Regions from separate parts of the Mus musculus genome. Here region 1 is linked to region 2. A link is a contact called in public Micro-C data. All regions are on one chromosome and are shown on one strand. The core of a region is the stretch at or near the end of the contact, and the rest is flanking DNA. Distances in the headings are between cores, read along the strand shown. Region 1 holds the start of Eno3 (enolase 3, beta muscle). Region 2 holds the start of Cldn7 (claudin 7).

Region 1 (4,899 bases), core at 1,184-3,683, 690 kb before region 2:
CAAGGCTGGCTCATGGCACAGCACACATTCACCCAGGACTTTGCACACTTGGGGCTCTTTCTGCAAAATTCAAGGGGCTACTATTAAGAGGGCAATGTTTCAAGTAGTCTCAGAGAATACAAAGATGTACTGAGAGCTTTGCCCTGAAGACGCTTTCAAATCTGACTGACTGCGAAAGTGAGACAGGAGACGGAATGAGCTCTGGACAGGAATGGCCTGAGCCTGGAAGGGACCTGGCGAGGGACGGAAGCCTCAGAGGCTTAGCTTTAGATGGTGGGAACGAAGGAGGGACTGGGGCACAGTAGGAAAGATTTCATTTCAGGAAATGCTTCTTTGGAAAGCAGGATCTGAAAAGGTAGATTTTCTGGGGGTGGGGGTGGGGGCTGCTGAAACATTCCTAGCTAGGGAGGGGCAGCTGTCCTAGAGCTTCAGCACAGCCACACTCACAGGCACAGGGAGTACGAGGTCGGGATTGCCTGCAAGATCTGCGATGTGTCGGTAGAGAGGGACCCCTTTCTCAGCTGCTCCAGCCTTGCAGACAGCCAGGGACACACCCAGGATGGCGTTGGCCCCAAACTTGGCTAGAGGGAGGCAAGCGGGGAGAAAGCATGAGGACTCTTACAGGTTTGGGGCTTAAGTCCTTGGATATTTCCTCTGGTCACCCCCGGAAGAAGATTCCTAGACCACTCAACATTAAGAGTTTGTTAACTCATCTCTCTTTCCTGGCCTGTGGCTCTCTGGGAGTTCACCCCCTCATCCCTGGGCCAAGAGTTTCACATGTGTCTTCTGCCAGGCCTCAGGAAATGCCTGTGGGATGAATAAAAGGCTACCCAGTTACGGTGTGCCCCAAGATGTGGGACAGAAAGAGCCCGGGCAGCTGTCAGTGGTTTCTCTTCCACCCTCGCTGTACCCCACACCCTTCCCACCTCTGGCACCTCACTCACACTTATTCTCGGTCCCGTCCAGCTCAATCATGAACTTGTCAACTTTTTCTTGATCCACAACACTTAGTTTCTGGAAGAGGCAGAGGTGGGATTTCTCAGGACTCAGTCAGGTAATGTGCAGGATGAAGGATAAGTGAGAATGCTCAGAGTGGGGCTACCTGAGGGAAGGCACGGGGTCACAGGGAGGAGGGAAGGGGGAGCTGGCTCCTCCACTTGCCTTTTCCAGCAGAGCAGGACCTAGAGTCTTGTTGATGTGTTCCACAGCCTTCAGCACTCCTGGAGGCCAGAGAATGGGGTTCAGATTTCTAAGCGGGTTAGGCCCTTGGCTTTGAGTTCCAGTCCCCTATCCCTGTCCTGAGTCAGCCCACACGGGCTCCTTCCGTGCTGGGTTAGTCTTGGCTCACCTTTCCCCAGGTATCGTGCTTTGTCTCCATCTCGGAGTTCCAGTGCTTCATAGATACCCGTGGAAGCTCCACTGGGCACAGCTGCTCGGAATCGACCTGGGGGGAGGAACTGCAGATCAGAAGGAGTCCACCCACAAAGGCCTGGGGTCACCTCCCCTGGACCCAAGAATAGGAGTAAATACAGAGAAACCCCTGCTTCCCCCAGCCTTGGAGCCAGGAAGAGAAGGGGGGAGGGGAGGGAATCTCTGATGAAGGACAGGACGAGGTTGAGGGTTTTCTGAGGCAAAACAAGCCTGTGTTACCCTTGGCTGTGTGCAGGTCCACCTCCACCGTGGGGTTGCCCCTGGAGTCCAGGATTTCCCGGGCGAAGATTTTTTGCATGGCCATGGCTGCACCACAGGAGATGTGAGTGAGCAAGAGTGGACAGTTGATCCCTTAAGGAACTAGAAATCCCTTGCCCTTTTAAGAGTCTTCTCCACCCGAAGAAGGCAGGTGCTGGAGCTAAAAATACCCCATAAAAAGGTCACAGACCAAAGAGGAAGGCAGACTGGTCCCTTCCCCCCCACTCAGAACAGCTCTTGTTCCACCCTTCCAATCAAGAGAATCGAGGGTTCATAACTTTATAACTCCCAAGATGACACCACTCCCTGAACACCTCACGGAGCTTACACCTTCTTGCACTTTATGATTAAGTACTCTGCTTGCTACATCTTCCTCCCCCTCAAACCTATCTGGTTCCCATTGTCCCATTCCCAAGTCCTCCTAGACCCCAGGCTCTCTGCCTGGCTCAACTGTATTTTATCTACTTTCCCATTCTTCAGAGCCTTCTTTCCTGTATCTGTCAGTAACCCTCAGTATTTTAATTCTGCTTCCTCCAACCAGACCTCTCTCAAGTACCCTCAGTCCTAGGAAGAAAAAAAAGCCCAAATTCTCCTCACTTTTTCCAAGCCAGCACCACCCCACTCCTGCACACCATGTAACCTTTTACCAAACCTGGAAAGCCTTCCTTGGAACTTTGAGTGGAGTGTCTCCTCTAGGTAGCAGCTGGGACAGTGTCAGTTCACCCCCTCTCAGACTGGGCATTTATCTCCAAGCCACCCTGTCCCCCAGCCAGCCCCGCCTCTCTCATTCCATCCTCCTCCCCTCCACAGGCAGGCAGCCAAGTGCCCACTGCAGCCCGAAGCAAAAGCTCCTGACCTGGGGCCCTGGGGCGTGTACCCCCTTCTCAAAAGCTACTGACTGTCCCTATGCATTCTCTTTCTGTCCCCCAATAAAAGTCTCTACTTTGAGGTTCACTCTTTGGGAAAGCTGGAGAGAGGTTTCTGATGGGAGGGTCTTTCCCCTCAAACTTACATTCCACTCTTGCAAAGGTTAAAGAGGAACCAGTGCCCTTTTAGAAAGGCCAGGGGTAACCTGAGCCCTGCAGGCTGAGGAGGGGGCCTAGGAAGGGGGCTGCAAGACTGACACGTGCTCCACTCACTCGGAGGCAGGCGGTGCAGGCCACACAGTTGGGGGAAGGCATCAGTGATGCTGAGCAAGCTCTGTGGTCTAAAGTCGACACCCCTCGACCAAAGAAGGCCTGCGCTTTCACCTCTCAGGGTCCTCAGAACAGCCATTCCGGCACCACTCCACCCTATCCTCTCTTGGCCAGTGATGAGCGATGAGAGGCCAGGAGACGAATATAGACCAGCACTGAGCGCTGGCCTGGCGCCCGAAAGATACTGCTGGGACAGCATTTATGTTCCTGCGTGAAGCCTAAGTGGTCAGGAGCCCTTTTCCCCACCGACTGTGGGCGCTTCAGCGCTCAATCCTTGCCTATCAAAGAATGGTGTTATATCACGAATGGAAAAAACAAAACAAAACCATGAATGGACGTGAAAAGGGGATGACCCTTTGTAAGCTCTTGGACGCCTGTGGCCACTCTGTCCATCCATTTGCAGCACCGCAGGAAGTGAATCTCTGCACTCGGTAACTCTCTCCGCCTTAGCAGGTCTAGGGGTCTAGGGCTAGTGTGGGGTCTGCTCCGCGTTTTGTGGGAGCCTGGCGGGCCGGCTGGTTTCCCAGGGCGCCTCATCTTTTCACTCGCCGGCGCTGGAGCTGGTGACTCACGCGGCGGCCGGCTCTCGAGCGCTCCTCCCCGTCGGCCCTCCCCACGGGGTCGCCCTCCTTGCCTCCACCCTAGGGTCCCCACCTGTCGTGGCGTCCCTGTCCCGCCCCTCCTCTCTTATCTCCTGCCGCTCCCTGCGGGATTTTTCCACCCCCGGGCAGGAGGCGCGCAGATCAGAGGTCAAGGGATGGCGGGCGCAGGCCGCCACGTGCCCCAGCGCGGCCCCGCCCGTGACTCAGCCACGCGGCTGTCGAAGAACCTCGGCTGGGGGGCGTGGGGAGCCAGAATTTGGGGATGAACGTCAGGGAACCCAACCCGGCTCCAAAAGGCAGCGAACCAAGTACTTCCACTGGGAGAGGCTGCACACCCTGGCGCCCCTCCTCCGAGGGACCGGAAGCGGCCGAGCCCCTCGGAGGCCAGGGTCCCGGGTGACTCCTTTACTCCCTCCAGCCTCAGTGGCCTGCCATTCGCCCCTAGACCTGCTCGGCGGCGAGTGAGCTGACCGCACATAAATACTTAGCAAAAGTTTTTCTGGAAAAGAAGAAAGCCCCAGTGCGTCCAAAGTAGAGGGGACTTTCCTCTTCTTATAAAAGTTGTCATCCTTGGTACTTTAGTATTCTTCCGCCTTGAAAAATGAGTCCCGTCGTGTCACCCGGGTGGCGCCCCTATTCAGTGACCTCTGTAGACAGGGTTCAGGCATGGGGCGAGGCTGAGCTGGAGCGGATCCAGCGAAGGGAATGATTCCTCGGGAATCTAGGGACGCGCTCGAATGAACCCAACGTGTGCGCTGTACATGGCAGACGGTTGGGACAGGTGCCCTGGTTGGAGAGACCTTTAGTACTGAAAATGACTAGAGTATTATATCGATTTCACTTTTGCTCCCTTATCGTTTAGATAAATGTGGAGAAGGCAGCAGGGCCCAACCCGGGGCGTCTGCCCGTCCCGACTGCTGGGGACGCGTCTTCCCTCCTCGGATGGTCCAAATGTGTCCCGCCAGGCGCGCGCTCACGCAGCCAAGCCGCTAGCCCCAACCGCCCCACGCGCTGGCTTCTCACTGCCCCGGCGCAGGCGCGGGCGCACGCGCCGCCGCCCGCCGTTCCTTCCCTCCCGCGGAGGTGGGGGTTGGGGGGTGGAGGAATGATTCGGTTTAACCCTGGGTTCCCCGAACCCACTTCAACTTGCTCAACCTTACTAATTTTCTTTTTTTTTTTTTTTTCTTTTTCTTTCCCTGCTTCCTCTGGCTTCCTCCTTCTATAGCCAAGTGGTATTCAGGATGAATCGGAGCGAGCCCTAACCTTAACCTCTCCTGCCACCACCACTCTATATAGCCTTTGGCGTGGCTTTCCATCGAACTCGGCAAATTTTGCAAAGTGGGGGGAGGGTTTTTTAAAAATTGCATTTGCAAAAGTTCGCTATCTGGCCCGGCGGGGGGGGGGGGAGGATG
Region 2 (5,317 bases), core at 1,814-4,313:
GCCAGATGCTTTTGATGATGTGGACCCAGAAGACCCAGATGATGACCTAGATATTTGACAGACAAATGGCAGAGGAAGGCTGTGGGCTCAGAACCACCCTGCTGTTGGCAGACTCTACCTTGTCCCTTGTCCTTTGTTACTTTGTCTGCAGAAGCTGTGTCGTGAGCCAAGGAGCAGCATCAAGCTAGGATGAGTGTGATGAGGGCATAGTGTGTGCCCATTTCTAATAAAATATATATGTGTGTGTGTGTCAATCAAAACCTCTGGTAATGCTTAAACAAGAGCAGATGTTGGGGATGATGAGATAGCAACAGGAAAAGGTACTTGCCACATTCCCAATGACCTTAATTCAGTCCCTGAACTCACTGCCCTACACATACCCACCTATATACCACTAGGCCACACAATAATAATCAGTGGGGAAAAGTTTGGAGGAGAGTGGGTAAGAACCTTGAGACTAGAGCTGAGGCAATAGGCCCAAGGAGGTAGGGACCCCAGGCCTGGAGACACCACTGGTACCACATGCTGCTGTAAGTTGCTTTAGTTCCAAGTCCTGTGCAAGGATCTGGGTCTGGAGAAAAAGCGGCCTGGAAAGACCTAATTTCCAAAACTTAATTTTATTTCTGTACAAAAGCACACCCCATGTCTTCCTCTCCCAGTAACCCCCCAACTGCCCTCCCCCCAAGCAAACTATACATGATGTTTGGAGGTGGAGTGGCCAGGAGGCCTTTGCCTCCCACCCTGCCCGCAGGCTGGGCTCCCCAGCTCACACGTATTCCTTGGAGGAATTGGACTTGGGGTAAGAGCGGGGTGCTCGGTACGCAGCTTTGCTTTCACTGCCTGGACAGGAGCAAGAGAGCAGGGCACCTCCCAGAAGGACCAGAGCAGACCCTGCCCAGCCGATAAAGATGGCAGGTCCAAACTCGTACCTGTAGGGAGAAAAGATTGGAGTCAAAACGGACCTGATGTCTCCCAAGTCCACATAATCTTTTTGTTTGTTCTTTCAAGACAGGGTTTCTCTGTGTAGCCTTGGCTGTCCTGGAACTCACTTTGTAGACCAGGCTGGCCTCGAACTCAGAGATCCGCCTGCCTCTGTCTCCCAAGTACTGGGATTAAAGGCGTGTGCTACCACGCCCAGCATAATCTGGTTCTTACTGGTTCTTTAGACTGGAGACTTACTTAACGTTCATGGGCGTCAAGGGGTTATAAAAGTCTGTGACAATCTGATGACCAATCCAGGAACATGCTACCAAGGCAGCAAGACCTAGAAAGAGAAAGAAGATTCTGGTATTGGGTGTCCAGACCAAGATCTTGACTATGCTCTTCTGGGTGAAAGACTGAGCCCCTTGGTCCCACCCTGGACCCTTGAGGCTCACCTGCCACAATGAAAACAATGCCTCCAGTCATAGCTATTCGGGCCTTCTTCGCTTTGTCATCTCCCCCACAGCGTGTGCACTTCATGCCCATCGTGGCGACAAACATGGCTAAGAAGCCCAACACCAGGGACACCACCATTAAGGCTCGAGTGGCCTGCAGGGCTCCTGCAGGGGAGGAAGGCGGCGGTCATTGCTGGAAATGGCAGGTAGCCTTAGGATGGCGCCAGCCTTAGTGCTGCAGACCGCGCCCACTAACCCCTGGACCGTGGTCCGCCTGTCTGGTTCCGCCGGCAGCCTGGGGCCCCCTAGTCCAAGGCAGGCCTTGTGCAGACGGTTCCCGCCCCCATCCCGCCACCAAGTCCTTTCCGCTCCCCGCCCCGCCCTGCGCTCCAGAACCCGCCCGGGGCGCCAAGGTTTCGATGAAACCGTTCCAGGTAGGGGGGAAGGGAGAAAGGGGGCGAAAGAGAAGTGCAGGTGGCGGCTAAGGCCCTCGCTCCAGCCACACCAGCCGGCGCGTGTCCTAGCTTTGGCCCCGCTATCGAGGCCACCGAGTTTGTGGCTTCAGCTAATCGGCCGATAAGATTAGAGGCCACAAGTACGGTCCCACGTCTAACGAGGGCACGATTCCGCGGCCCTGAGAACCTCCGTCCCTCTTCTCCTTTTGTCCAGAGAAAGAAGCAGGGGAAGAGAGAGACCACTGACTGCCAGGGGTTGGGGGGTGCTTCGCCCAGGAAACCCCCCCAAAAAAAATCTGGGCAGAGGGGCGTGGACCCACGTGGGACACCCAGATCAGATCCCAGGCACGCTCTCTCTCTGTCCCACCGACTGAGCCCAAGGCGTCCACTTCCTCCTCCCTGGCAACCCCGGGCGCCGGGCAGTGCGGCCTGGGCCCTGCCCCACACCCAACCCGGCCACCTTGACCCTGGGCACGTCCGCCCCGTCGGTCCCACGGCCTTACCCGGCAGGGCGAGCACCGAGTCGTACATTTTGCAGCTCATCATGCCGGTGCTCTGCGTGACGCACTCCATCCAGAGCCCCTTGTACATGGCCTGGGCTGTGATGATGTTGTCGCCCGCATAGGAGCTCATCTGCCACTGAGGGATGGCAGTGCTCGCTATCAGGCCCACCCAGCCAAGCATGGCCATTGAAAAGCCCAGCAGTTGCAGGCCCGAGTTGGCCATTTCCTTGTCTCAGAAAAGACGGGACGCGCCGGGAGGGCGACCCTACAGTAAAGCAAAAAAACAAAAAAACAAAAATCCGGGGAGCAGCAACACAAGAAAATTTGGATAGAGATTTAAGTCACCCAAAGGAGAAAAAGATTTTTTTTTGGACCGGGTAACTACAAATCTTGTTAACCGAGGTAAACACAAATCGTCCCCTCCGGTGAAGCGACACTCTCACAGCAGAGGGAACCGGCTTCGCCCGAAGGACTGGTTCCAGACAAAAGCGGTCCCCGAAGGCCGGGCGGTTCCTACCGGCGTGCTCCGAGACTACCCAAAGAAGTGGAGGGGCCGTTAGGGCGTGGCCCCCAGAAAGTATGCGGGCCCTTGGGCCCCAGGCTGCGGTGCGCGGCACAGGGAGCTGGCGGTGCGGCGGCAGGTGCGGGCGAGCAGGTGCGGCGCACCTGAGTATATATATGCAGGACGTCGGGGACGCGCCCCCGCAGGCACCCGGAGCGCTGCAACTTGGGCGGGACCAGAGGGGCAGTCGAGTGACCTGACGTCACTGAAGGGACACTCACCTGAACCGGAAGTCTTGGCCCCTACCCCCTCCTCGTCCAGGTGAAGAGGAAGAAACCTGAGCTCCAGGGTCACGCCCCTTCATTTGCCTGGCTCTAACCGTTGATGGGAAATAGGCGACGGCTTCTCAGAAGTCCCTGGGGTCGGAGTCTGCCCTGCAGACTCCAAGTGGCCCCTTCCTCTCCTTTCCATACAGGTGCGCCTGGGTCGCTGCGGAGCCAGTACCCTCAGACGCCCCTGGAAAGGCTCCTCGCCATCCTTCCCCTGCAGGTTTCGGCGCGTGCCACTTGTCCAGCCCGACTTTCGTCTCCACTCTCAGCTCTTTTTTTCTTTAGTCTCCTACCAAGGCCTGTCTCATCATCAGGGGCCCTAACCCATTACGGTAAAATCACCCGTGCTGCATGCACCCTTCTAGGAATTTCTACTCTCAGACAGTCTAGCAACCTACCGCTTCACCGCTCAAGCCCTCCACAAGACACGGCTCTCCGACAGTCCTCCCACAGGCCTGGTCCCAGGACCAGGTAGGTACAGGACTTAGCACCTGAGCCTGTCAGTGTCTCCTCCAACATAGAGGCTCCTTCTACCCGAAGGAGTTTTCCGAGGGTGGGGAGAAGGGTAAGACCTAGGTCAGAGAGTCTGACACGACACGCCCAACATTCCCCTCCCCAGGTTGTCATTTCTGGTTTACCTTCATTTTCCTCACTTCCTTCTCCATCCACACACTTTCTCTTTCCTTCATTCTGAGCTTCCGGGGACCTGTTTGTGTGCCCTTTCGGTGCCCTCCGACCCACTCTAGCATCTTAATTCATCCCTTAGAAAGTCTAGCTTAAGGCTGGGGAGATGGCTCAGGGGTTAAGAGCACTGACTGCTCTTCCAAAGGTCCTGAGTTCAAGTCCCAGTAAACACATGGTGGCTCACAACCATCCATAATGAGATCTTGACACCCTCTTCTGGTGTGTCTGAAGACAGCTACAGTGTATTTAAATATAATAATAAAATCTTAAAAAAAAAAATAGAAAGCCTAGCTCAGCCTCCACTCCTTCCAGCTTTCCCAGAACTTTGACCATCCTTCCTCCCAGCTTGGCTTCTAAGGTTCTCATTTATCTTTCCCCTTTTCCTGCCTTCTGCATTTTTATTCACCCCCCCCAACACACACACACACACACACACACACACACACACACACACACACACTTCCAGACTAAGGTTGCTCCCTCCAGACCCTTGGAGCCCAGTAGCCCAGTGTGTCCATCACTGCCCCCCTGAACTCTTTCTAGTTCTTTCTTCCAGTCTACCTCTCCTACAACCTCCTTCCACCTCTCAGACCTTCACAGGTCTTTCTTCCTTTTGCTAGTTTTTTGGTTTTTTATTTACGTTTATGTGCACTGGTGTTTTCCCTGCATGTATTATGTTTCTGTGAAGCTTGTGACAGATGTGTGTGTGGGTCCTAGGATTTGAACCCAGGTCCTCTGGAAGAGCAGTGCTCTTAACCACTGAGCCCATTCTCCAGACCCTCTCTCTTGCTAGTTTTTTAAAGTCAACACCTTCTCCTTTCCCTTACACATTTCTATGTAAATCCTCCATTTATCCAGTAAACATATTTAATGCCCTTCTTGTTCAGCCAATTAACCTGCTTTTGTATAAAATGCAGAACTTTGTGAACTTTGTTATTTGTGTCTATTTTTTACCTTTTGGGTTATTTTCTGAGATGGTTTGTTTCTGTTTTTTGTTCGTTGGTTGAAAGGTTGGTGAGTTGGTACTTTTGAGACAGGATCTCACTCTGCAGCTCCATCTAGTTAAAGTTCACTATATAGACTAGGCTGGCCTGGACTTCACAAGTGGGCCACCTGGCTCTACTTCCCAATGCTGGGATCATAGATGTGGGCTACTATACACAACTGGGATTTGTTTTGTTTTCTTTTGTTTTTAAGGTGGTTTTCTTGTTGGATGTGGTTGGTGCATGCTTTTGGTAGATGGAGGCAGAAAAATAGACAGTTTAAAGCCAGCCTTCCAGAAGGGGAGTGCCTTCCAGCTCTGAAAGTCCAACATTTGTTTGTATATTTGGCAGTCACCATCACCGCCATATGCCTAGCTATTACCTAGTTATTACCTGGAGACTACAACTGCCTCCAAACCAATCTCCCTGCTCCCACCCTTTCCTAAGTTCACTCCCCAGAGGTACTCTCTTTACCTCTACTTAAA

The links. Hi-C and Micro-C count contacts between places; a contact is called where the count stands out from the background.
Region 1: a contact with region 2 is called in a Micro-C map of embryonic stem cells. The contact joins the promoter of Eno3 here to the promoter of Cldn7 in region 2. A contact is called at or near these places in 1 of 39 promoter capture datasets (liver), 1 of 484 Hi-C or Micro-C datasets (embryonic stem cells), 1 of 115 datasets of contacts at active chromatin or transcription factors (fetal liver) and 1 of 9 other capture datasets (liver).

Annotation. Positions count from the first base shown.
Region 1 is chr11:70,654,710-70,659,608 of GRCm38.p6, reverse strand. Eno3 (enolase 3, beta muscle) reads right to left here and starts at 2,433. Exons shown (of 12, transcript NM_001136062.2): 1 at 2,342-2,433; 2 at 1,651-1,737; 3 at 1,349-1,444; 4 at 1,162-1,220; 5 at 945-1,014; 6 at 448-581. The coding sequence starts at 1,735. It also overlaps a transcript of Pfn1 not described here.
Region 2 is chr11:69,963,167-69,968,483 of GRCm38.p6, reverse strand. It overlaps Cldn7 (claudin 7), which reads right to left and starts at 3,063. Exons shown (of 4, transcript NM_016887.6): 1 at 2,335-3,063; 2 at 1,377-1,541; 3 at 1,180-1,264; 4 at 598-929. The coding sequence starts at 2,557. The coding sequence ends at 767. Elp5 (elongator acetyltransferase complex subunit 5) reads left to right here. Exons shown (of 9, transcript NM_018740.2): 9 at 1-260. The coding sequence ends at 58.